Regions from separate parts of the Mus musculus genome. Here all the other regions are linked to region 3. A link is a contact called in public HiCAR-type, HiChIP or PLAC-seq and promoter capture Hi-C data. All regions are on one chromosome and are shown on one strand. Each heading gives the region's core, a stretch centred on a gene start, on an enhancer-like site or on the middle of the called end of the contact. The rest is flanking DNA. Distances are from core to core; before and after follow the strand shown. Region 1 holds the start of Fbxo4 (F-box protein 4). Region 2 has its middle 25 kb from the start of Gm16311. Region 3 holds the start of Prkaa1 (protein kinase, AMP-activated, alpha 1 catalytic subunit). Region 4 holds the start of AW549877 (expressed sequence AW549877). Region 5 holds the start of BC037032 (cDNA Sequence BC037032). Region 6 has its middle 50 kb from the start of Gm16311. Region 7 holds the start of Fyb (FYN binding protein).

Region 1 (3,117 bases), core at 317-2,816, 1.2 Mb before region 3:
AGGCAAGCAGCATGAAAGAAAGAGGTCATCTGTCTGGGGCAACTGTTTGCGGTGGCCTAATCAGTAAAGAATCATTGTACTGAAGGTCGCCTGAATGACTGGTTCTTTAAAATACATAAGTCTATCTTAACATCCCTCCACCAATAGAAAATTCAAAACTAAACATTTTCATCCCTAACACACCTGAAATGTTGCAAACTCAAGCTCTGCCTTTCTATTTTTCAAGCAAAGTAACCAGTTCCTTTCATTTCTTTCCATGAGTATGTTGATGTACCAGTTACTAATTTGTTCTTCAAAAATAAATGAGTGTCAAGTGGAGATTTTTTTCAAGCTGGAGAGATGGCTCAGAGGTTAAGAGCACTGGCTGCTCTTCCAGAGGTCCTGAGTTCTATTCCCAGCAACCACATGGTGGCTCACAACCATCTGTAATTTGGATCCAGTGCCCTCTTCTGGTGTGTCAGTGACAGTGTACTCACATATACATAAAATAAATAAATAAATAAATCTAAAAAAACAAAGTGGCGGTTTTTCTGATTTTATCACTAGATCAAATGAAAGCATGTGAACCTGTCATTTGAATTTCTCTCTATAGAGTATTAATCAGGTTCCGAGGACACCTGAGAGAAGCTTGGAGGTAACCTAAGCCTGTGGCTTTCATTTAGAGTGAATGTCAGTGGGATGTACTAATAACCCAACTGAGATAAAGGAATTGTCATCAACAATGTATAATCTATTTATTTATTTATTTATTTATTTATTTATTTATTTATTTTATCTTTCTCTGAAACTTTAAATTGCATGCATCCTCTTTGCAGCCTGACCTAACTTGAGGTACTTGTAACTTTACTGGTTTCAATTATGTGGCAGTTTTGTTGCTTTGGATATGTCAGAGTTGCTTGCTCTAGGCGACCCCCCCCCCCCCCTAACTGGAATACATTGACTAGGGATTAAAATGTGCAGAAGAAAGACACTGGAATGCCTTCCAAGCTAACCCACTTCCTTCATCAGATTTCCAGACATCCAAATAGGATGACTGACAACCTGTGGGTGATCTCGCTGGTCATTAGTGAGTGTTGTAGTGCGACCTTGGTTGGCAGGGGGATACCAAGAGTTACCATCAAGGCAATCCTGGCCACTTCACTTCCAGGCGAGCACACACCCGGAAGTGGCTGCCCTGCCGGCCCAGGCCCCCGGCCTGCGGCGGTCTCTGTGCGCGGCCTGCGGCCTCGGCTCACCGGCAGCCGCGTCAGCGCGCTCGTCTCCTCCGCCGCCTCCTTCCGGGAGGCCGTCGGCGTCGCCCGCTCCTTGGCCACCGAATACCAGAAGGTCCTCCAGCCGCTCAGGATGGCTGCCTCCAGGCGGCCCCAGTCGCTGGCGGGCGGCGGGGAGCCGGCTCCGCGGGGCTCGCTTCCAGCCATGGTCGCAGGCTCCGCGCGACACCGCGGGGCGCACGGGCTCCCCAGCCGCTCGGCCTCCGCCTCCGCCCCGCTGGTACGACCCGGGCTGGTCGGTTGGGCAGGGCTCCAGGCCGAGGTGGCCCGGAATGACTCACCCCGTTAGCCCAAACCCTCCCACACTACACATCCTCCGGGTCCCTCCCTGCCTCTGTGCGTCACCACAAGGACCTGGGAGCTAGGGCTTGTTGAACAGCCACCCTTTTTCTGAAATCTTGCTTCCCCTTAAGCGTTAGATATTAAGTAGGCTGTATGTGTGCTTCTGTGTTTTGGAATCAGCAATCTACCACTTGGAGTTGAGCAAAAACTGAGCCCGTGGAGGCTATCAGGAGCCTTATGTGTTATTAAAGATAACCTTGGCTGACTAGAACATCGTGCTGTGGAGAAACTATTGTAGATGGGAAGCCAAAACTGCCTCAAGCGTAGCTCTTTTAATATTAACTTCAATCTGGTTTTGGTCTAACCTCATGAGGTTGGGTGAAACTTGTAAGCTTTGCTTAAAATTTTATTTAACTACATGTATGTGGATATATGCATGAGCACTCAGGTTCCAGCAGAGGCCACAGGCATCACAAACCCTGGAACTGGAAACCACACCCTTGAGAGCCACCTACTCAGGCCCTCTGAAAGAACAGTACATTCTTATAACTGCTGAACCATCTCTCAAACACCTGCCCCCTTTACCGATTTTAAAGTAAATAATGTTGTAACATCTGAAAGCCAGGCAAGATGTAGCCAATTTTATCTAGGCTGTGTACATAATGCCCTCATCAGCGTAGGTGGTATATGTATTTGATGTATGGTCTTTGTTTTGTGGCTATAATAGTTCTTGCAACTGCTTCCACAACTTGGTGTGCCAACCTGAATCCAATCTCTGGCCATGGCCACTCACATTTTGCTTGCATTTACTTCCTCAAACTCCATTATTAGGTATTTTCTACCAAAATGGTGAGTTTAAGCCCACGACAAAAATGTACATACACTAAAAAATTGTTCAATCAATGATCTATCATAAAAGGTCAGAAGAAAATTTGATAGGAAAGAAAAGCCTGGATGTGGTACTATTAAAAGCCATTAGTGAATTTTTAATCTTCCAAAAGTGATGTCTATTCTAGTAACTTTAATCATAATCAAAAAGAAATTTAAGAAATGAGAGGTAGGCTATATAACAAAATATTATATAGCACTGGATATAGTTTTAGGAAAGACACAAATACCTATTTGGTAGCAGGTTATCAGTCTCTTTAAAGTAGATTACCTCACTTAATCTAATCCCCAAACCCATTCCACATCTAGACTTCATCACGGGAATACTTCGGATTTAGTAGTCACGTGTTAAATTCTTTAAAATCTTTTAGAATAATCTAGTAAGGATCACCACGTTATAACCTGAGGTGTAAACCTTGTTCTGGAGAACATGGAAGATGGGCGGAGCCCACATAATCTATCTCAAAATCACTGTCAACCTTTAACCACTTACTATTCCAAGATGGTTTGTTTGTGTTTTGCTTTGTTTTTTGTTTTTTGGGAAAACAGTTAAATTTTATCATCTATATACAACTGGTTTAATATCAATTGTCAAAACATTCTACATCTAGTCCATAGGATATTTAAAAATTAATACCATTTTACAATCTTCGAAGTAGAAGGCAAAGGCCACATC
Region 2 (3,239 bases), core at 590-3,089, 1.2 Mb after region 3:
ACCTTTCTTCAATTTCTTACTCCTGGACAGGGCTTGAAGTTTAGAGCTTCTCTCATCTACTTTAACAAGGTCTCCTCACTCATTTAACCTGTGGACCTGGTAGATATATTCTCCTAAAAAGAATATGTAGTACAAATTAAATTTCTAGAATTGGGGACAATATACCAAAGATTACAAATTAAATTTCTAGAATTGGGGACAATATACCAAAGATTCCTCAAAGCATTTGGATCTTCAGGTAAGCAGAATCCTAAAAAAGGACAAGTGTGTGTGTGTGTGTGTGTGTGTGTGTGTGTGTGTGTGTGCTGGGTGTGCTGGCACACACCCTTAATCTTAGCACTCCAGCAGGTAGAGGCAGGTAGATCTTTGAGTTGGAGGCAAATCTGATCTCCAGAGTGAGTTCCAGAGTAGCCAGGGATGCACAGAGAAACCCTGTATTGGAACAGTAACAATAAAGAGAAAACAAAATAAATTTTCATGCAAAAATTAAAATATATAATTCATAATAGTTTAGGGCTGTGAATCATGAAAGTTAATTATGCTATATATAACTGTAAAGGGTAGGATGTTATGCTTTTAGGATTCAGATGGATATAGCATAACTCAGAATATTGGTTGTATTTTGACAGTGGATCTCTAACCTGGCTCCACAAAAGAATTTACTACATACAGAGCTTCTGCAAAACGTCCATCACAGATACATTAAAATCAAAACTTACAGAAAAGAAACTCCTAACGTTAACATTATTATGAATATAGTGATCTGATATAAAGCTGGGGGTAGGGTGAGTCAGTAGCTTGAATGATGGCCTTCCTTGGTGCCCTTAACCAGAGTTTACCAAGCATGACTGATAATGCCATGGAAAGCAAACTCCTGGTACAGAGAGACTTAGACTTAACGGGTCCTCACTAATGGGCACATAAATGAATTGGTGGTAGAGGTGATACAGTTGTCAGGGATGGAAATCTCTATCTTTGAGAGTCTCTTAAAACAAAGCTTTAAAAAAATTATTTATTTATTTTATGTATATGAGTACACTGTTGCTGTCTTCAGACACACCAGAAGAGTGCATCGGATCCCATTACAGATGATTGTAAGCCACCATGTGGTTGCTGGGAATTCAACTCAGGACCTCTGGAAGAGCAGTCAGTGCTCTTAACCACTGAGCCATCTCTCCAGCCCAAGGCAAAGCACTTCATATGATGATCCAGAGTCCTAGAAATAGTTTTGATACACATCATTTTGGTTTACTAAGCTGAAACCTTAACTGGGTCAGACTACTGGGTTCCGGGGTGATTTCATCTTTACTGAAAATATGACTTTGACCTTGCTTGATGCAAAACAACTCAAGGTTTGATTTCTAAATGGGTTTCCCTGGTTAAATTTACAAAACAGGGAGACCGCTTTGATAAAAATATGCTTTTGATGAGATTTTGGAATTCATTGCTGGATATACTCTGTGAGTACTTGCACCATGTCAACTTGAAAGAAAAGAGCAAATATATTATATTTTGGGGGAAGGGGAGTTTTTTATGTTTTAGACAGGGTCCTATTATGAAACTCAGGCTATTCTCAAACTCAAAGGCCTCCTATCTCAGTCTCCTGGTTGCTAGGACATTGTCAAGCTTAAATGATTAGACTGTCAAACTGAACTGAATTGCGAGTAAGATTCTTAAACTGTCCCATGATCTATCACTCTACTCTTCCATTCTCCACAGGCCAGTGCTTCTCAGGCTTTTCCATTTGTGTCTGTTAGATCACCTTTCTCCTTGTGGGAGGTCCAACTCACACAGCCCATTCTGAGTGGAGCTTAACTTCCTAATTTGCAACTGTGTCTGTTTCCACTGACCAGCAGTATTTTATCTTTTGTGGTTTTGGAGGCCTCTCAATCCATCCTTCCTCTATAATAGAAAAAGTAGAAATAGTCACTCTGCATTTTTCCTCTCCAGTCCTTCTGACACCAACCCCACTTCCTGTTCAGATAGGGGCTCCTCTACTGGAGGATAATGCAACTTGCCACCTGCTCCCTGATTTCTGTCAAACTGGTAGAGTTTGAACTCTGCCTTGTTGTGTTCTAAGGTTACCTCAGAATGGAACATTTGAGAGTTCTTTAGTATTTCTAAAGTCAACACTACCAGATATGCCTGTTCCAGGGCAGGGGAGATACTGTTTTTAAAATTGCACTTCAATACATCCCTTGACGTGTCCTTGGACTTATCAGTCAAGACAGACCTTTGAATCAACAGTTGCTAGCCACTAGGCATGGTGGTGCATACCTACTGAGCTAGCATTTGGGAGATTAAAGCTAAAGGATTGCATCCCAGAGCAGCCTGAGCTATGAAAGGAAAAGAAAAAAAAATTATTCTTAACTCAGTAGATCATATATTTTATCTATCCCAACTAAATATTCAGTTTTTCTAGTGTGATCAAGTCTGCACCCATCAGCTACAACCATATAAAACAATACTACCGTGAATGTTGATCAAACATTGAGCAAGATTACTACTGAAAAAGAAATGGGAGCAACTGAAATGTTCCTGAGGAAATGGAGGTCAGAACCAGAGAAAAAGATGCTGGACATTGAAACCTCATCCATCTCCTGGAAGCTGAGTTTGTACTCCAGAGGGCAATCGATGAAAGCAGGGAGGAAGTTGAGGGAGATTGGCCTGGCATCTAGATGCACTCATTCCAAAGCACTGAGATAGAAGGAAGGACTAGAAAGGAGAGCAAGCGCAGGGAGGAACACAGAAGGACCTAAACGTGCTACCTAGTTTCTCTTAGTTTAGTTTACATGGAATTTTAGTTTAGTATAGTTTATAGTTTTTTTAATAATCAAAATTCATACTGTGCCCTTAAATCTGTACAATTCCTATGTATAGGGGAACTCTTATGAGTCAGTGCTAGAGCGACTGCCTGGCACATACTGGGCCCTAGGTTTGACCCACAGCATTGTCAGAAATAGCAACAATAATCAGTAGATAAACATTTTAAAATACAGTTCCAGGAAGATAGAACAACCATGAAATAAAAAGACAGTGTGCTACTTGTTTAGGTTCTAGGAAATTGGAACTGAATAGTTCAGAAGTTCTTTTTGGTAAGTCATTGTCAGCAGACAAAATTTCAGCTGATTCTTCTTCAAACTTGCAGAAGTGGATTATAAATGAAACATCGCTAAGTGACTACAGCTATCCTCAGGATCTCACACTTCCTCGAGATGAACAACAGAAGACATGCAGTG
Region 3 (3,065 bases), core at 522-3,021:
AGGTCTTCAGGCTTGACAGTGTGTGCCTGTAACTGTCGAGTCATTTATCCCACTTTAGTTCATGTTAGTTTTGAGAATCTCAGGTAGTTCAAATCAGCCTTAGTGTCCCTAGGTGGAGAGGATGGCCTTGAACATGTGATCTCCCTAGCGATAATCCCCAGAGTGCTGGGATGGCAGGCATGAGTCATCATTCTCACTTTTATAGGCTACTGAGGATCTAACCCAGCACGCCAGGCCAGCACTCAACCAAACGAGCTACAGCCTGAGACCACTGATTTCTTGTAGATTAAAAGAAACAGTAGAACCTTCCTGGGCAAATGTGAAGTAACTTAAAATGCCAGATCAAGGGGTGGGAGAATTGAAAGGGTTTCCCCCTCCTTGAGAGAATCCAGAGCTATTTCTGCCTTATAGTAATCCTTGTAAAATAGAGAGTTGATTAACGAAGATTGCTCCCAGTTATTGTTCTTGGCGGAGAAGCAGGTGTTTCTCAACCCGTGGGTCACGACCCACTACGGGATCAACCCCCTTAGATCATCAGGAAACAATGATATTTACATTGCGATTCATAAAAGTAGCAAAAAAAAAAAAAAGCTATGAAATAGCATTGAAAATACCTTTATGATGGGAGACGGGTCACCACAACATGGGGAACTGTATTAAGGGTCATAGCATTAAGAAGGTTGAGAACTATTGCTCAAACCTTAAAGCAGCTTTCTTCCCCCTGAATACTTTTTCTTGGAACAAAAGCGTTTGATGTTACATTGCTTTGATGTCATAAGCCAGAATATGGGAAAACTAGGAGTGTTGGTAATTTTCATCCCAAAGAAAAATGACATTTTTCGTCTCCAAAAAAAAAAAAAAAAAAAAAAAAAAAACCACAAAAACAAAACTCCATCCTTTTTCTCCATCGACATTGATAGAGATTCAAATTGCAAAATCGAAGGATGACATATATATTTTTACCTATTGTTAGAACTGAGTAACAGATTCACTTCAAAATCCTGTTACAAATAAACACACTTCTTTGGTGACTGGATATGGCTCCATTTATACAAACAACACACTTTTTCAAGTGGACTGAAAATGTACATTTTATTGAAAATGTAAAAATATTAGTTTCTAAACACGATAAGTTCGGGATAACACCTCTTTCTGGAATTCACATAGCTCACACACATTCCACAGGGGAAATTTGACGGTAGCAAATTTCCTAGGAAGTCTCTCCAGGATGTGCGGTGTCCCATAGTAATTTACTGGCTCAGAGTTTTTTTTTGTTTAAAGCAGTGGTAAGTATTAAAAGTGCAAGTGAAAACACCCTTGGCTTCCAGATGACACCGAGATGAGATGAAAATCAAGATTTCAAGTCAGTGGTAGGGCGGTGTCCCCTGTCTTGTTTCAAAGCACGCCGCGCTATCCCCGGGCAACGTGTAAGCAAGCATCGTCCTCCTGGGAATTACGGGGGTGGGGTGCTGTACCGCACCCACAGACCCTCGGGTGGCCGCGGTCGGCTCCGCGGCGGGGGAAGCCCTCCCGCGCGCAGAAGCGCGGGCGCGCGCAGAGGGATGCGGGGCGCCGAGGCGAGTACCGGCGCCGCTCCCGCCGCCTAGCCCGCCAGGGGGAGCGAGTGCGCTCGGCGGCCGGCTGCGGGGACTGCGGGGCCTGCGCGGGCGGTGGCCGGCGACTGCGCCCCACCGCGGCGCACCCGCGTCCCCACCCCCTCGGCGCCCGCCCGCCCCCGGCGCGGCCCTGCCCGCCCCCTCCGCCCCCTCCCGCGGCGCCATGCGCAGACTCAGTTCCTGGAGAAAGATGGCGACGGCCGAGAAGCAGAAGCACGACGGGCGGGTGAAGATCGGCCACTACATCCTGGGGGACACGCTTGGTGTCGGCACCTTCGGGAAAGTGAAGGGTGAGGACGCCCGGGCCAGCGCGGACCCGGCGAACGGCGAGCGACTGCGCCTTTCGCACTCCGCATCCTCCCCCGCGCCCGCCTTCCGGGTGTCTGGGCTCCGTATCCCCGGTCCGGGCGGCGCTGGGAGCGGAGCCCGAGGCTGCCGCGGGCTGCAGAGCTGTGGGGTCCGCCGCGGTGGGGTGGGGGCGGTCGCCATGGCGACGGCGCGGCGCCGGAGGGGCGGGGATGGCTCTGGGTGCAACTTTCCCAGGCGAGGGAGTTGGGCACTGAGCGCGCGGGGGCGCCCGGCGCGGACGAGGGGGTCTCTTGTGGTCTTCTGATCCCCTGTGTGCCCTTGGCGCAGAGCCAGCCCATCGCGCCCTGGCGGTCCTCGGAGTTGTCGCTGCCTCGCTTTTAGGAGGTTGTGGACTAAAGTGCTTCTTCGGTTTCCTGAATCGAAATGTGTTCTTCCAAAAGCAAGGTAGCTGTGGAGATACCTTTCAGAAATAGTAATGCCCTTGTTAGGACTATTGATCTCCGTCAGGACTTTTGATGCATATGCCTGTGAACTGGCGCGGTGTTTCCTATGCGTGGTTTACAGTTGGATGCAGATGCTGCTTTTAAGTGATTCCGTTTTCGGAAGTTTTGCGGTTTCCGAGAGCTATACCTGGTAGGTAGGGCATATGTTAACTCCAGATGGTATTTATTAGCTTATAGGTATAGTTTCCGTTTATTCTCACAGTATATTTATATTTTAGTAATTCAGTGCACATCATTTGGACTTTTTGTTCGTTTTGGTAGAATCCCCTGTTACCGCCTTAGCAAAAGCACAAGCATTCTGTCTTCAACTAACTACTCTAGCCCACCACCTGTGACAAGGAAAATTCTGATTACAACCTTTGTGAGGTGGACTTTTTTCCCCTTTAAAATATTTAAGCCTGCTATTAAGTATTTAGAGGAAGGAAGTTTGGAGCTGATAAGAAATAATTCATACATTGGTTTTGGAGAAATAATAGACTATGGCCTGCATATATAGTAAGCTCCTTAGTAGATATTTGATTGAAGTGAAAAAGTTTGTCAAATTACACAGCAAGCTAACTGAGCTCCGTTCTCCCAGGAGGGCAGAAAGAGCCCTTCCTTCTCTTGCCCTTTCCCAGTCCTAAACGGAAAGTTGCTG
Region 4 (3,108 bases), core at 29-2,528, 1.1 Mb before region 3:
ATTCAAATACATATAATCTGGTGTTAAGTAAGCCCTGTTAGTAATTCTCCAGTAAGATTAACGTCAATGTTGCCTAGTAGATTGTAAAGCAGATAGCTACAGTTATGATTTTAGTAAATTTTCAGATGTATAAACAAAGCCTCCAAACAAGGCCATGGAACACTGAACCTCCTTTCCAGGCCTCCTTTCACAATGGATCATAGAATTCTTTCATAAGAAAATATGAATTACTGTTAGGCTCAGTAATAAGTAAGTAAGACTACCTGAGCTCTGGCTGACACATGACCCAGGGAGGTAACAGTGACTACAAATTCTATGTTCCGCTTGCCACAAACCAAAAGATAAAAAGCCTCAGTGTGGTCATATGTGCTTCATTTAATTATAGAACTGATTCCGTAAATACACCAACTAGTCAATCACCTGGGAGAAATGTTTCATTTCGGTCATCGTATGACTCTAATCACAAGAATTTTAAAGCTCATGGATGGTAAAGGCTCAACATTCAAAAAACAAAAAAAGATTACTGTCGAACCAATTGGCAACTGAGAATTTATAAAAAGCAAACCGAGTCTGATGTCAAAAGAATGACGTATTTCCTAACCTATTTTCCCTTCTAAGAAAATACCTAAGGACTAAAATGGGGCGGGGGGGGGAGCATTAAAATTACACCATAACTGTGTACAATATGTATTTACAGCTGAATTTTGAATTGAAAACAAAGTGGAAATTTACAAGGCAGTAATGAAAAAGTGAACTGTCATGCATGTCTCTCTGAATGCAAAAAAAAAAAAAAAAAAAAAAAAAAAAAAAACAACAAAAAAACATACTGTTCATTTTCTGGGCAGTATGAACATTCCGGAGAAAGTCCGTGTGTACTTTTATTTAAAGTCTACCCTTCTCGCAGATTCGACACCACACATCTGGTCGGATGTAAACAAAAAGGATTTCAAGGAACGTAGAAAACGCTGCATGGGTAACAGGACATCTGAGGAGAGGGCAGATGACTGCCCAATGGGGACCAAGCTCAGCAGTGCCAGCACCAGGGACCCCGCCTCGGACCGAAGGCCGCGCCTTCTGGCCACCGAGCGCAGCGGTCCCCTCGCATCTCACCACCGTCCGCCCACTTCCCTCTGCGGCGCTCCCTCACCGTCTTCCCCCGCGGCTTCGCTAAGGTGCTGTATGTGAGCCTGAGCCAGGTCCCCGAGCTCTTCCACCCGCCTCACCACACCGGACACCGCGGCCGCCATGGCCAGCTCGGGCGCGCCCGCCCTGTCCACGTGACCACGTGAGCCCCAGATCACCTGACGGCCTGGCTGGCGGAGTGGGGGCGGAGCCCGCCCAGCCGGTGGGCGGAGACATAGGCTCCGGGCTACGACCGCCCCGGCCCGCAAAGGTCGTTCCGGGTATTTAGTTCCTCCCAGTGGCCCTCTCCCTCCCACAATCCCGTGCTGCGAGGGGCCAGTCGATGATGTAAGGGCACACCTCTCTCCCGCCTTCTAATTTCAACCAATCGGAAGCCGACCATGCCCCGAGCTGAGCCAATAGGACATCGACTCTCTCCGCGGGTGCAGGGAGATTGCAGCCGCAGCAGCTGGCTGGAAGAGGGCGGTTTGGAAGGTCTGGAAAGAGGATTTGCAGCGGTTGGCGCTGTAGTGAAGGAGGTGGACTAAAATAAAACTTGATTGTAATGGTGGGGGCGGGGGGTGGTGGGGGAAGGTCAGAAACGGAAGTCTGCGGACGGGTGAGATTCATCCAAGCTGCGAGACCTAGTGTGAGGGCAGACAACTTGGCAGTCCTCAGCCTGCTAGCTGGCATAACGCTTTCCCCGAATCTTCACCCTGGAGCTTGTTTTTACTCCGGATTGATCTTGGCTAGCTCACACTTAAAGTACCTTAAATGTCTTGCGACCTAAACGTGGCAGCGACCTCACTGTCTTAGTTCACCTTGAGACCTTCCTGACAAGTGTTAAGTGTTCTTCCGGGTCTTAATCAGCACTCAAGTGGTCAAATTGCTTTGCATTCCATGAATGCTAATTCTTGCCTATGGCCACGGAAATCTAATGCTGTTTTGGCTTTTTGTTTGTTCGTTTGTTTCCCCCGGTTTGGCACAATATATTTTGAATAACTCTACCCTTCATCTTAATTTTAAGGTTTTTGTTGTAGCCTGGTAGAAAATATTTAAACTATGAAAATAGTAATGTGATCGTTTAAGAGTGACTAACCACAGTCACTTTTCTGCAAGTGGCCATGATGACCAGTTTTTTTCTCCTGTCATTTTACTCTAAATGCACAGAGCAAAAAACACGTGCTCTGTGTCTTCGGTACTTGTGTAATGCCCTTACGTACTTGGGAAAATGGTTTTTAATAGAAAACAATAATCAACAACAAATCCTTATGATACTTTATAATGAAGAATCTGAAGGCCAGAAAAATTGCATTCTATAATCAAGGTGAACTACAGAATTCAAACTCTTATGCTAGAGTGTTGACTTACTCTGTAATCCCAGAACTTGAGAAGCTAAGGCTGGAGGGGATGCTGGCAGTTCTAGAGCAGCCAGTACATACTGAGACCCAGTTTACAAACAAGCAAGCATCCCACAGAAATTAAGGACCCATATTCTAACATGCCAAACTGCACTAAATAACATTTCCAGGCACAAGCTGGAGAGATCATTGCTGGCAACCACATGGCCACTCCCAACTGTCTAGGCCTCCAGCTCCAGGGCATCTGATGCCTCTTTAGATCTCCATGGGCATTGTATACGGACATATATATGCAGGCAAAATGCACATAAAGAAAAAAATTACAATCATGATGATGCATCAAACTACAGTATTCTATATGGAAAGTCTTAACACTGGGAATTATTGTTCAACTGATATTTTGGTGTGTTCATTTTCAGAGAGAGAGTTGGAAATCTAGTCTTTTTTTTTTCAGATAAGGAGGAGAAGGATGAGACTGTTAACCTCCAAACTAAAGAATACATGATTCTGTGGTTTATTCAAGATCTTAACAAAGTAAGTTCTCATAGAAAGCTGGTTTCATCACAGAGAGACACCGGCAACAACCAGACCTTAGTAATTCACAAGGAAGTATTGAAACACAGAA
Region 5 (3,186 bases), core at 520-3,019, 1.1 Mb before region 3:
GGCCGGTTGGGTGCCAGTCAAAAGATAAGGCTTGAGCCAGGCACAATTGCACATACTCTGGGATAGGCTGCCGCAATAGAAAAAAGTTGGAGGTCAGCCTGAGCCATATATAGAGTTTCAGTGGGACCTAAGAGAGCTAGAGATCCTTCCTCAAACAAAACAGCAAAAAACAAACTCCAAAACGAAAACCTCCAAAACGATGAAGTTAACCCACCACCGAATATTAGCTAAATTTAGTGCCGAGCATTTTTGTGTTCATTGTGTCCCTTGACTGGCTTTTCTCATACAAAACTGCAACAGGAAGAGCATTACAAGGTGAGGGGAATTATACAACATGGACAAGGACGAGGAGGAGAGGAGACAGACACTTCTGTGCTTATACCTGTTCTGTAATTTCTGGAATTGTTGGGACTCCGGTTCCAGGAAAATTCTGGAACACAGAGTAGGATGATGGGGAACAACAGCCCAGTTCTAATCTTGTCCCTCTGTCGGTTAAGCAGGTCATGTCTCATGAGGGTCAGTCAGCACGCTGCTGGGTTTCAGAGGAAACTAAGGGCAAAACCAGACTTGAAGAGAGTTGTGGGTGTTGGGGTTGAGAAATGTTGGAAAGGTGAGCTGTCTAGATCTGGAAGGAGATCTTTATCAGTGACCCTTTGTACCTGTACTCATTCCAGAGGGCGATTTGGAAAAGTAACACGTTCAGTAAGAGACCCTCCAGGCCCTTGGCAACCCGAAACCCTGGTTGATGCCAAGCCTTGCGCGAGGGGAAGGCAGGCTCTAGCGCCCCCTCCAGCCTGAGTGCAGCGCCCGCCGCTGCGGGTGTGCCCGCAGATGAGCTGGAGCCCAGCACCTCCGGCCCCGGCACAACCCGCGGGGCTCGTCCTAGCTGTGCAGCCTTTCCATTCCTAGCCGTGAGCCCCTCCCTGTCTCGCTTCTTGACAAGCCAGCAGGCAGCAAGGGGCGGCACCGCTCTGAGGTCCCGAGGACGTCACTGACGCGCGGTCGAGCCTCCAGCCCGCCCTACCGCTCGCCTTGCCTTCTCTCTTCTTAGCCGGTGACGCCGCCGCGGCCCCGGGCAACCAGCACTCGCACGCACTCCCGCGCGCGCCACCGTCTCCCGCACCCGGGGCCGAAGATGGCGGCTCTCAAACTCCTGTCCTCTGGGCTTCGGCTCGGCGCCTCAGCCCGCAGCTCGCGGGGCGCCCTGCATAAGGTAAATTGAAGGTGCAGGGGGGCAAGAGGAAGGCCACGCGCGGACGAGCTGCGAGCGGCGCGCGCGTTCTTTGCCCTGCCCATCTCCACCGCCTCTGGTCGGGGATCTGGCATCTGCAGCGCCGTGCCCGGGGGTTGGGGGTGGGGGCTTGGAGACGCTCGGGTTTCAGGGTAGCCCCGCCGCCGCTTGTCTGTCTGTCTGTCTGTCTGTCTGTCTTTGCTTCTCCATCCACTTCCCCGCTGTGCTTGCAGCGGTGGAGAAGCGGTCGAGGCTCTGTGTACCAAAGCCACGCAGCAACGCCTTAGAGACAGACTGTCGGCGTCCAGGGACTCGCGTCCCCATCTCCCGCCACTCCTACAGACTCCAGGCTCCAGGCCGACGCCCTTGGGAAGGGGGTCCCCGGGGCCGTCGCCCTAGGTAAGGGCCGGTTGGAGGAGAGGAGCGGAGAAGGGCGGCGCGCTGAGGCTTGCGCCCCACCTGAGGGAGCTGCTGGCGCCGGCTGAGGCCCAGAACCCCGGGCCGGGTTAACCGCTGCTGGCTCAAGTTCACCGCCAAGTGGGCGGATGCTGTGCGCTGCGGAGGCGGACTGCCGCTCCCCATCCTCCCCTTCCCTATATGGCGGTAGAAAGGGGAACCCGGACTGGAGCTCTTGTCACGGGGCGATTTAGCCTGCCAAGCGTTTGGAAGCAGAAGGAGGGCTGGCGGCGCTCCGCTGCAGTTTGCAAACGCCTCGGTCCTTTATTTTGAATTCCTCTCCGTCCCCTCCGGGTTAGAGACTTGCAATGTTCAAAGACCGTAAAAAAACAAAAATCAAAAACAAAAACAAAAAAACCCAAACACCTTGACCCACAGAATGGTATCCTGAGTCGCCCTCCTAGCAGACTAGCTGGTGGTGGATATTTTTGCTTATACATTGTAGAGGGTCTAGCCTCTAAGCACACATTCGGGTTGGATTTGAGTATGGGACCAAGGAACTGAGTGCTGGAGGAGGGTGGGGAGGAGGGTGGATTCACCTTGGAGTGTTCAGTTTGCTCAGGAGCCTCTTCCCGAACCTGCAAAGTTTTCTTTGAAGAGGTTTCAAATTGCAGTCCTGAACTTAAGAAGAGTGCATCACGCAGGGCATTTACTTGCACTGTGTGCTCTTGAACTCCTTCCCCTGTTGCTCATTTCCTTGCCTTCAATCTCTGAGTGTTGAGAATCTAAAGATGTCATCACAGGACTCCCTCGTGTGCTAGGGAATGGTTCAGAACTGAGTCATTGCGTTGTTAAATTCCTCAAAGGAGGCATTTGGGTAATTGCATGCAAATTTGGATGCACTTAACCACCAGCCAACCTGCTGCAAGTGATGGAGCAGATGCAAAAAACCAGGACACAGGGATGTCCTTGGGCCAAGGTCAAAAACTTTCTTTTGACAGTGCATGTTTGTCTAAGTTTAAATTATTCACCTCTAGTCTACCCCACTTTCAATATAATCATTAAACCATTTCTCAAGCCAGCAAACCTCTAGGTGGATGAGCTGTAATTATGGGTTAGTAAAAAGTTCATGGCCCAGTTCAAAGTTAGGCTTCTCAGGAATGAGGAAAGAAGGTGCAGCTCCTGCTCTCTGGGGTGTTCTGCCCGCTTATGCATTGGTTGGCCTTACTGGCTGCTTGCTTAGCGCGTAAGTCATCCGCCTCTGCTGAATTGTAATACCCCTGTGCTGAATTGTAATACCCCTGTGCTGAATTGTAATACCCCTGTGTTCGTTTCACTGGGACCACGGTATACCTCAGTCCTTTGCCTCCCTCAACACTGCAGACTGCTCTGCCAAGAATACTCATTTTAGTACACACCTGAGAGAACCTGGTGGATACCTTCAGTAACCTTGAATACTTTCTGGCTAAATGTAGCCAACAGGTAAACTGAGATAGATATTTAAAAAATGCTTTTATGCTTTTGTTTTGGGAGACAGGATCTTGCTATGGGGGCCAGGA
Region 6 (3,584 bases), core at 979-3,478, 1.1 Mb after region 3:
CTTCTGGAAGCACCGCTTCTATTTTTAAAGCACTGAACAAAAACATCTAAAACCCACTGTCATTTTTAAATAGAAAAAAAAATTAATTTTATTTTGAGATGTCTATACTAACTGAAATTCCACTTGAAAAAGCGCATCCTTGGGTATAGGCAACTGTTTCATAGTCCACAAACCAAAATAAATAAATAAATAAATAAATAAATAAATAAATAAATAAATGCAATTAAATTACACTTTAGCTTAAAAGAGAATTGCAGATATAAAACTAACTTAGCAGTTGATTAGTATATTTACAGAAACAGTAACTTTACAGACATGAAGACCAGGGCTTGTTGAGCCAGCATTGTCCAGAGAAAGGCATATAGAATCCTGTTTGTAGAAAATCTTACACAGAGATTTGAGACATAGCTCTGGAGTAAATAATACTGGTTGGACCCAGAGAAGACCCACAATCAATCCCCACAACCCACAGGGTGGCTCACAACCCTCTGTAAATCTAGTTCCAGAGGATCCAGTGACCTCTCTTGGCCTGCATAGGCACCAAGCACACCCACGGCATGAAGGGCTACATTCAGGCAAAACACCCATACAGATAAAATAACATGTGTTTTTGAGAGAAAGAAAATGTTACACTGTGAAATGCTTTTGGCTATATCTGATCTCTACTGTCAATGAGGCTGACATTATTGTATCCTATGCTACAAAGGCCATCTATATTCCATGCACTGGACGGGCAACCGCATGGGTATGCGCATGCCTGCATGTGGATGTGCATGTATGTCTGAGTTACGTGTGTGTGTGTGTGTGTGTGTGTGTGTGTGTGTGTGTGTGTGTTTGTGTGTGTGTTAGAGGACAAAGTTGACTGTCTCCCTCAGTTGTTCTCCACCTACTTTCTTTTATTACTATAATTATCTTTTTTTATGAGTACACCGTTGCTCTTCTGATACACCAGAAGAGGGCATTAGACCCCATTACAGATGGTTGTGAGCCATCATGTGGTTGCTGGGATTTGAACTCAGGACCTCTAGAAGAACAGTCGGTGCTCTTAACCGCTGAGCCATCTCTCCAGCCCCCTCCACCTACTTTTTAAGTTATGGCCTCTCACCGAACTCAATGATTTGCCTACAGTCAGCTTCATAGAGTCACCTGCCTCTGTCCCCAACCAATGGAATTACAGCATGGATGGCTTTTCATCTGGGTGCTGGGGATCCAAGTTTACATTGGTTGCTGTGCTTTCATGGGGCACTTTACCAACTGAGCCACTTCTGTAGCCTCCAGGCTGGTCTTTGAACTCATGATTCTACTGCCTGGACTCCGTGCGTGCTAGACTGACAGGACTACACTACTATGCTTGCTGCACTACTCCTCCCTTCCTTACCTATTGTCTCCATAGTGACAACTCTGTGTTTTTTTCCTTTGGAAATATTTTCATTTCCTCACAAAGTTTGACTTAAAGTTATCTTGACTCAGAGGTTGAGCTGTCCCCAGAAGATCCCCCTCTCTCACTGAACCTATTGCATGTGAACACCAGCCATGCCAAGCACTGCATCTGGATGATAAAGTGTTGGAGCTGAGATCAATACAGGAAAAGTATAAATCCCAGTATCTTCCTCTTCCTTGCTTTTCCTGCTTCCACCCTGAGCTTGGTGCTCAGAATCGCAAGAATCCTGGTAAAGACACAGGAAGGTCATCCACCCTAAACAGATGGCTGTTCGGAGCTGTTGATGAATGGTGAGGGTGCCCCCCAACCAGAGGCAAAGGACAAAGGCTTAGAAGGGGATTGGCTTGAGGCTCCTGCCCAAAGTGTCTGTCATCAATCTCTATTGTCTCGGTGATTCCAGCCAGGAATGGGGAATGTGTCTCCTTGTTGACACAAGACCCTGGTAGAACAAAGAAAGTTGATGACATAAACATATCCTTTTCCCAGCACTTGACTTGTGTGTGATTTAACCTTTAACTCTTGCTTGTTGATATAGGTGAGATGTCAAATATTTTCTCCTGGGATGTTGGCAACTGTTTAAAGTGTTTTCATCACCCCTTCACTAAGGCAAAACTAGGCTGGGGCTAACAGGGTCATTGTAATAGATCTGTTCCCCACCCTCGAGTCTCAAGCTCACTCAGCCACTTCCTCCCAACTGAAACAGGAAAGTGGTGACAAAGAACAGTCTGGTAGTCACTGTACATCTGCAATTACTCAGTCACTTCTGGCTTTTGAAGGAATGAATTTGTAGCAAGGGAGAGAGAACACTTGAGACCATGTGACCAACATGGAAGTAATCCTTTAAACTGCAGCATAAGCAAGAAGGCACACACAGCCTCTGAAGCTGCTCTCTGTTCCTGCTTGGTTTTTTAACCCTCTTCTCATTCCTTAGACTTGGGGGTAAAGAAAGCTTTTTACTGTTTCCAGATCAAACCTCTGCCTTGGAAGAACAAAACAGGCAGGTTCTGTCCACTCTGCCCTCAGGAAGTCCACCCCAACTGATTCCAAGGCTGAGCTAACCCCTCTTGTTTACCATCCGGACAAATATTTTAAATGGATATACTTTTGTTTAATGTTTAAGTCTCAGGTATAAAGTTCTTTCTAGTTTTGTATTAGTAAGACAAAGGTCCTTCTCCTGCCAAGAGGAAAGTAGAGGAGGAGGGGTGGGTAAAATTCTCAGGAGCACAAGTTTATAAATTGCTTTACTGAGTGGACATCCCTGTACCTTAGAAATCAGAATTTCTGATGAAAGAACGGACACTTAACCCTCTAGCAAATAATAATACATGTGCGATTTATAGCTAGAAAGAACAGCTTTGATAAAGTAAGCATCAATTGTTAGGTTTTTGATTTTTTTTAAGTCTGGAACTTGGACTCATATCTGGGAAAGGAAATGTCTGTTTCGTTAAAGAAAATGGGTTCTGCCAAATGCACCAAAATAACAGCAGGACGAGATGGGGTGGGATGGGCTGGAGGAAGGGCACTGTGTGACTCAGAGGAGCTTGGCGTCTATAATTAATATTTTAAGCTCATTACTTCACATTCAAAACAGAGTTATATGGTGGTCAGAGGGGGAAATACACCCAACCAAGCAGGATCTCTAAAACCATGCATATACATATAAATATTATTGCATAGCTTTAAAAAGGTACATATAAACTATATGAGTGTGTTTATATTCTTTTAAATGATGGTTGTCAAACCCAAGACACTTACAGGCCTATTTGTTTCTCTCTGTAGACACATCCATACACATACACACATACAAACACATACACACACACACACACACACACACACATACACACAAAGATGCAAACACACATGCACATAACACCAAGAGATGCACACACACCTACAAACACAGTTAAAAGTAAGATGTGTCTTTTATGTGTTTACCAGCTACAGATTTTTAAAATATTCATAGTATTATATAAAATTAACTCAGATCACTAATACTCAATGAGATATTCTCTCTCTCTAACACACACCTGTGTATACACACGCAGAGAGACAGACAGAGAGAGAGAGAGAGAGAGAGAGAGAGAGAGAGAGAGAGAGAGAGAGAGAGAGAGCTGCAGACTGTATTGTTATTTCACCCAGA
Region 7 (3,121 bases), core at 19-2,518, 1.4 Mb after region 3:
ACCCATGCTGAGCTCCTGCTCCATCACCCAGCTATATCTTCTGTCTACCATTTCATATTTCTCATCAAGCTTTAGAGCCCTGGAAGTTTTTCCTGTTTTTTTATCCTTTTGGGGGGGGGGAGTGTGGGGGGCGGGCATGATCTCACATAGCCTAGGCTTGTCTCAAACCTGCTGTGTAGCCAAGAATGACCTTAACCTTCATAAACTTCTGATCTTCCTGTCTCTACCTCCTGCATTACAGAGTACGCCACCAACCTGATTTATTGAATGCTGAGCACATGAGACAGGGTTTAGTGATGTTAGATGCTAAGTAGGTTTTCTCTCTCTCTCTCTCTCTCTCTCTCTCTCTCTCTCTCTCTCTCTCTCTCTCTCTCTCCCTCTCTCTCTCTCTGTCTCTCAGCTGAGCCTCATCTCCAGCTCAAACTCCTTGTTTTTGAAAGAAAGGGTAAAGACACCATTAATTCTCCCAGGTTAAACGGGACTATATTAACAACAACAAAAAAAAAAAAAAGGGTGACTATCTGATACCTTTACTGCATAATTTCCTAATTCTTATGAGGAAGGCAGGTGAGGCAGGACCTCTCAGAGGACTGGTAAAAGTCATTATTGAAGAGAAAGATCTGGAAACGAGGCAATTCCTTCTGCTGGCCTGTTGTTCAGCCCATGCTGTCCCGTGGGTTTAGCTCATGTCCCGTTAGTCTGCATACAGCCACACAACAGCACTCTGGATTTGCAAATAATAAGGAAACCTTCTTTCGTTTTAGAAGGGCTGGGCTGTTCTGTAACACCTCCCCGACAGCAAACGCACTTTAAACGCAACAGGAACAGGGAAGCACGGGCCAGCACACTGATGCTAAGCATTGCTTTGCTGGGTTAAAAAAAAAAGCATGTAGCCTGAGTTTACAGTGCCTACTTTCGTTTTGAAGTCCAGTTTCCACATGAGTCTCAGTTGTAAAAAGTGGGAAAATCCATTTGGTAGCCACCGCTGTATGTTTTTCAGTGAAGCAAAAAATGTAAACAAATACAGAATCAGATATCTCCAACAAGATAGCGAGGCAGACCAGGAAAGAGAAGAGAAACGTTTTTTAAGATAAATGATTGTGTCCCTGTACGACCAACAACAGAAGTTTAAACACAGCCCTAGCCTTTCCTTCGCGAGAAACATTCACAACTTGTTTTGCCATAGAGGAACTTAAATGTTACAATATCTGGTCAACCAATCAGCAGCTTGCCGGCACCCCAGCACTCTTGCCTCAGATCAGGAAACCCTTGAAGGTACAGTATTTTAAATTGCAAGTGAGATTTCTGACTCTCAGCTGGTTTTTGTTCCCTGTGCTTGTAGGATGGAAAAACAGATGTAAAATCCCTCATGGCGAAGTTCAACACGGGGAGTAACCCGACAGAGGAGGCCGCCACCAGCAGCAGGCCCTTCAAAGTTGCAGGACAAAGCTCGCCTTCTGGAATACAATCAAGAAAGAATTTATTTGACAACCAAGGAAATGCCAGCCCGCCCGCAGGACCCAGCAGCATGCCTAAATTTGGGACCACAAAACCACCCTTGGCAGCGAAACCTACCTACGAGGAGAAGCCTGAGAAGGAACCTAAACCCCCGTTTTTAAAACCTACTGGAGGGAGCCCAAGATTTGGAACACAGCCAAACTCAGTTTCTAGAGACCCTGAGGTCAAAGTGGGGTTCCTGAAACCTGTAAGCCCCAAACCCACCAGCTTGACCAAAGAAGATTCCAAACCTGTGGTTTTACGGCCACCTGGGAATAAACTTCACAATTTGAACCAAGAGTCTGACTTAAAGACGCCAGGACCGAAGCCAGGGCCCGCTCCCCCAGTCCCAGAAAACGAACTGAAGCCAGGATTCTCAAAGGTAGCTGGAGCTAAGAGCAAGTTCATGCCAGCGGCACAAGATACTGACTCCAAACCCCGATTTCCCAGACACACCTTTGGCCAGAAGCCATCCCTAAGCACAGAGGACTCCCAGGAAGAGAACACTTCTAAGAACGTGCCTGTCCAGAAAGGATCCCCAGTGCAGTTGGGCGCCAAGTCCAAGGGCGCCCCTTTCAAACCACCTAAGGAAGACCCAGAGGATAAAGACCATGGAGCACCAAGTTCACCCTTTCCTGGAGTGGTTCTGAAACCTGCTGCGAGCAGAGGGAGCCCGGGTCTCTCCAAAAACTTTGAAGAAAAAAAAGAAGATAGGAAAACAGACCTTGCAAAGAACATCTTTCTGAACAAACTGAATCAAGAAGAGCCGGCCAGATTCCCTAAGGCCCCTTCCAAGCTGACAGCGGGGACACCGTGGGGCCAAAGTCAGGAGAAAGAAGGAGACAAGAATTCTGCAACCCCGAAGCAGAAGGCCCTGCCACCCCTGTCCGTCTTGGGCCCGCCTCCACCCAAGCCCAACAGACCACCCAACGTTGACCTGACCAGATTCCGAAAGGCTGACTCTGCAAACAGTGAGTTGTTTCTCATTGCTGGTAGCTGTGGTTTGCTCACACAACTGAGTGTTTCAGCTCCTGGGGGAAACTTTAGAGCAAGGAATGATTGCATAACTGATGCTCATGTGAGTATAGGGTCAATTTTCTTTTGGCATTTTTTTTTCCGTTGTGTAGGAGGTCTGAGAGAGTAGCAAATCCAAGTTCTGGTTGAGCATTCTGTAAGAAAGGACCTTGGGGTGGGGAGCACTGACATTTTAGGGAGACAATAGGGAAGAAATATACCTATTTAACGGATAGTTGGTTTTGCTTAAGGATAACCATTGCATTTATTCCCTTGGTTGTATTTCATTTCTGTAACTTGAAGAAGTTATGCTGCCCGTTGACAGAGAGAAGAGAGTAGTCTAAGTCAGTACTCTAGAAAGAATCAAATTTGATAGCCAAAGGATGTGTGCATTCTCTGGAGGCATGTTTGATTGTCACAATGGATGAAGCTAATGATATTTTGTAAATAGAGCCACTTACTCCTGTCCTTCACAGAACTATCCAGGCCAAAATGTCAATGTTGTGAAGTTGAAACTCCTCTTCTAAGTCACTTCAAATATCTACACTGTTCATCATGTCCCCTAAGCCCAAGATTCAAATAGGACAGTGGCAGGGATTTTAGGAGACCA

The links. Promoter capture Hi-C pulls out the DNA fragments that hold promoters and counts their contacts. HiCAR-type assays count read pairs that join an accessible place to other places. HiChIP or PLAC-seq counts read pairs in DNA pulled down with a chosen protein or histone mark.
Region 1: a contact with region 3 is called in a promoter capture Hi-C map of embryonic stem cells, with 9 times the contacts expected there. The contact joins the promoter of Fbxo4 here to the promoter of Prkaa1 in region 3. A contact is called at or near these places in 6 of 39 promoter capture datasets (the C10 cell line, the HPC-7 cell line, cranial neural crest and 3 more), 1 of 484 Hi-C or Micro-C datasets (rod photoreceptor) and 3 of 115 datasets of contacts at active chromatin or transcription factors (the SCID.adh cell line, embryonic stem cells and trophoblast stem cells).
Region 2: an H3K4me3 HiChIP or PLAC-seq map of bone marrow-derived macrophages shows a contact between it and region 3, with 4 times the contacts expected there. The contact joins the enhancer-like site here to the promoter of Prkaa1 in region 3. A contact is called at or near these places in 3 of 39 promoter capture datasets (the 3T3-L1 cell line, cranial neural crest and liver) and 2 of 115 datasets of contacts at active chromatin or transcription factors (bone marrow-derived macrophages and stem cell-derived neural progenitor cells).
Region 4: a HiCAR-type map of astrocytes shows a contact between it and region 3, with 6 times the contacts expected there. The contact joins the promoter of AW549877 here to the promoter of Prkaa1 in region 3. A contact is called at or near these places in 4 of 39 promoter capture datasets (the 3T3-L1 cell line, the C10 cell line, cranial neural crest and 1 more), 3 of 484 Hi-C or Micro-C datasets (embryonic stem cells and rod photoreceptor), 9 of 115 datasets of contacts at active chromatin or transcription factors (the SCID.adh cell line, acute myeloid leukemia, astrocytes and 6 more) and 2 of 9 other capture datasets (adipose tissue and pancreatic islet).
Region 5: a contact with region 3 is called in an H3K27ac HiChIP or PLAC-seq map of epiblast stem cells, with 7 times the contacts expected there. The contact joins the promoter of BC037032 here to the promoter of Prkaa1 in region 3. A contact is called at or near these places in 9 of 39 promoter capture datasets (the C10 cell line, the HPC-7 cell line, cranial neural crest and 5 more), 2 of 484 Hi-C or Micro-C datasets (both in embryonic stem cells), 11 of 115 datasets of contacts at active chromatin or transcription factors (T-cell acute lymphoblastic leukemia, embryonic stem cells, epiblast stem cells and 4 more) and 2 of 9 other capture datasets (embryonic stem cells and liver).
Region 6: a promoter capture Hi-C map of liver shows a contact between it and region 3, with 3 times the contacts expected there. The contact joins the enhancer-like site here to the promoter of Prkaa1 in region 3. A contact is called at or near these places in 5 of 39 promoter capture datasets (3T3-L1-derived adipocytes, hippocampal neurons, liver and 2 more), 3 of 115 datasets of contacts at active chromatin or transcription factors (embryonic stem cells and extraembryonic endoderm stem cells) and 1 of 9 other capture datasets (embryonic stem cells).
Region 7: a contact with region 3 is called in a promoter capture Hi-C map of hippocampal neurons, with 7 times the contacts expected there. The contact joins the promoter of Fyb here to the promoter of Prkaa1 in region 3. A contact is called at or near these places in 7 of 39 promoter capture datasets (the 3T3-L1 cell line, cranial neural crest, embryonic stem cells and 4 more), 1 of 484 Hi-C or Micro-C datasets (erythroblasts), 5 of 115 datasets of contacts at active chromatin or transcription factors (acute myeloid leukemia, bone marrow-derived dendritic cells, double positive thymocytes and 2 more) and 3 of 9 other capture datasets (embryonic stem cells, liver and macrophages).

The regions. Positions count from the first base shown.
Region 1 is chr15:3,978,007-3,981,123 of GRCm38.p6, forward strand. Fbxo4 (F-box protein 4) reads right to left here and starts at 1,567. Exons shown (of 7, transcript NM_134099.2): 1 at 1,236-1,567. The coding sequence starts at 1,418.
Region 2 is chr15:6,333,097-6,336,335 of GRCm38.p6, forward strand. It overlaps a transcript of Dab2 not described here. Among named protein-coding and RNA genes, the nearest start is that of Gm16311, 25 kb to the left of the region's middle. Within about 2 kb of position 1,840, at least 15 of the 459 cell types and tissues checked have an H3K27ac peak or open chromatin away from gene starts, as enhancers often do. A contact at or near this core is called in bone marrow-derived macrophages, where this site is marked.
Region 3 is chr15:5,142,090-5,145,154 of GRCm38.p6, forward strand. It overlaps Prkaa1 (protein kinase, AMP-activated, alpha 1 catalytic subunit), which reads left to right and starts at 1,772. Exons shown (of 9, transcript NM_001013367.3): 1 at 1,772-1,906. The coding sequence starts at 1,780.
Region 4 is chr15:3,994,468-3,997,575 of GRCm38.p6, forward strand. It overlaps AW549877 (expressed sequence AW549877), which reads right to left and starts at 1,279. Exons shown (of 6, transcript NM_145930.3): 1 at 1,148-1,279. The coding sequence starts at 1,247. It overlaps Gm2093 (predicted gene 2093), which reads left to right and starts at 1,572. Exons shown (of 3, transcript NR_045740.1): 1 at 1,572-1,617; 2 at 2,938-3,017.
Region 5 is chr15:4,025,637-4,028,822 of GRCm38.p6, forward strand. It overlaps BC037032 (cDNA Sequence BC037032), which reads right to left and starts at 1,770. Exons shown (of 2, transcript NR_028266.1): 1 at 383-1,770. Oxct1 (3-oxoacid CoA transferase 1) reads left to right here and starts at 792. Exons shown (of 17, transcript NM_024188.6): 1 at 792-1,213. The coding sequence starts at 1,136.
Region 6 is chr15:6,258,298-6,261,881 of GRCm38.p6, forward strand. No RefSeq gene overlaps it. Among named protein-coding and RNA genes, the nearest start is that of Gm16311, 50 kb to the right of the region's middle. Within about 2 kb of position 2,229, at least 69 of the 459 cell types and tissues checked have an H3K27ac peak or open chromatin away from gene starts, as enhancers often do. A contact at or near this core is called in extraembryonic endoderm stem cells and liver, where this site is marked.
Region 7 is chr15:6,578,579-6,581,699 of GRCm38.p6, forward strand. Fyb (FYN binding protein) reads left to right here and starts at 1,269. Exons shown (of 18, transcript NM_011815.5): 1 at 1,269-2,468. The coding sequence starts at 1,370.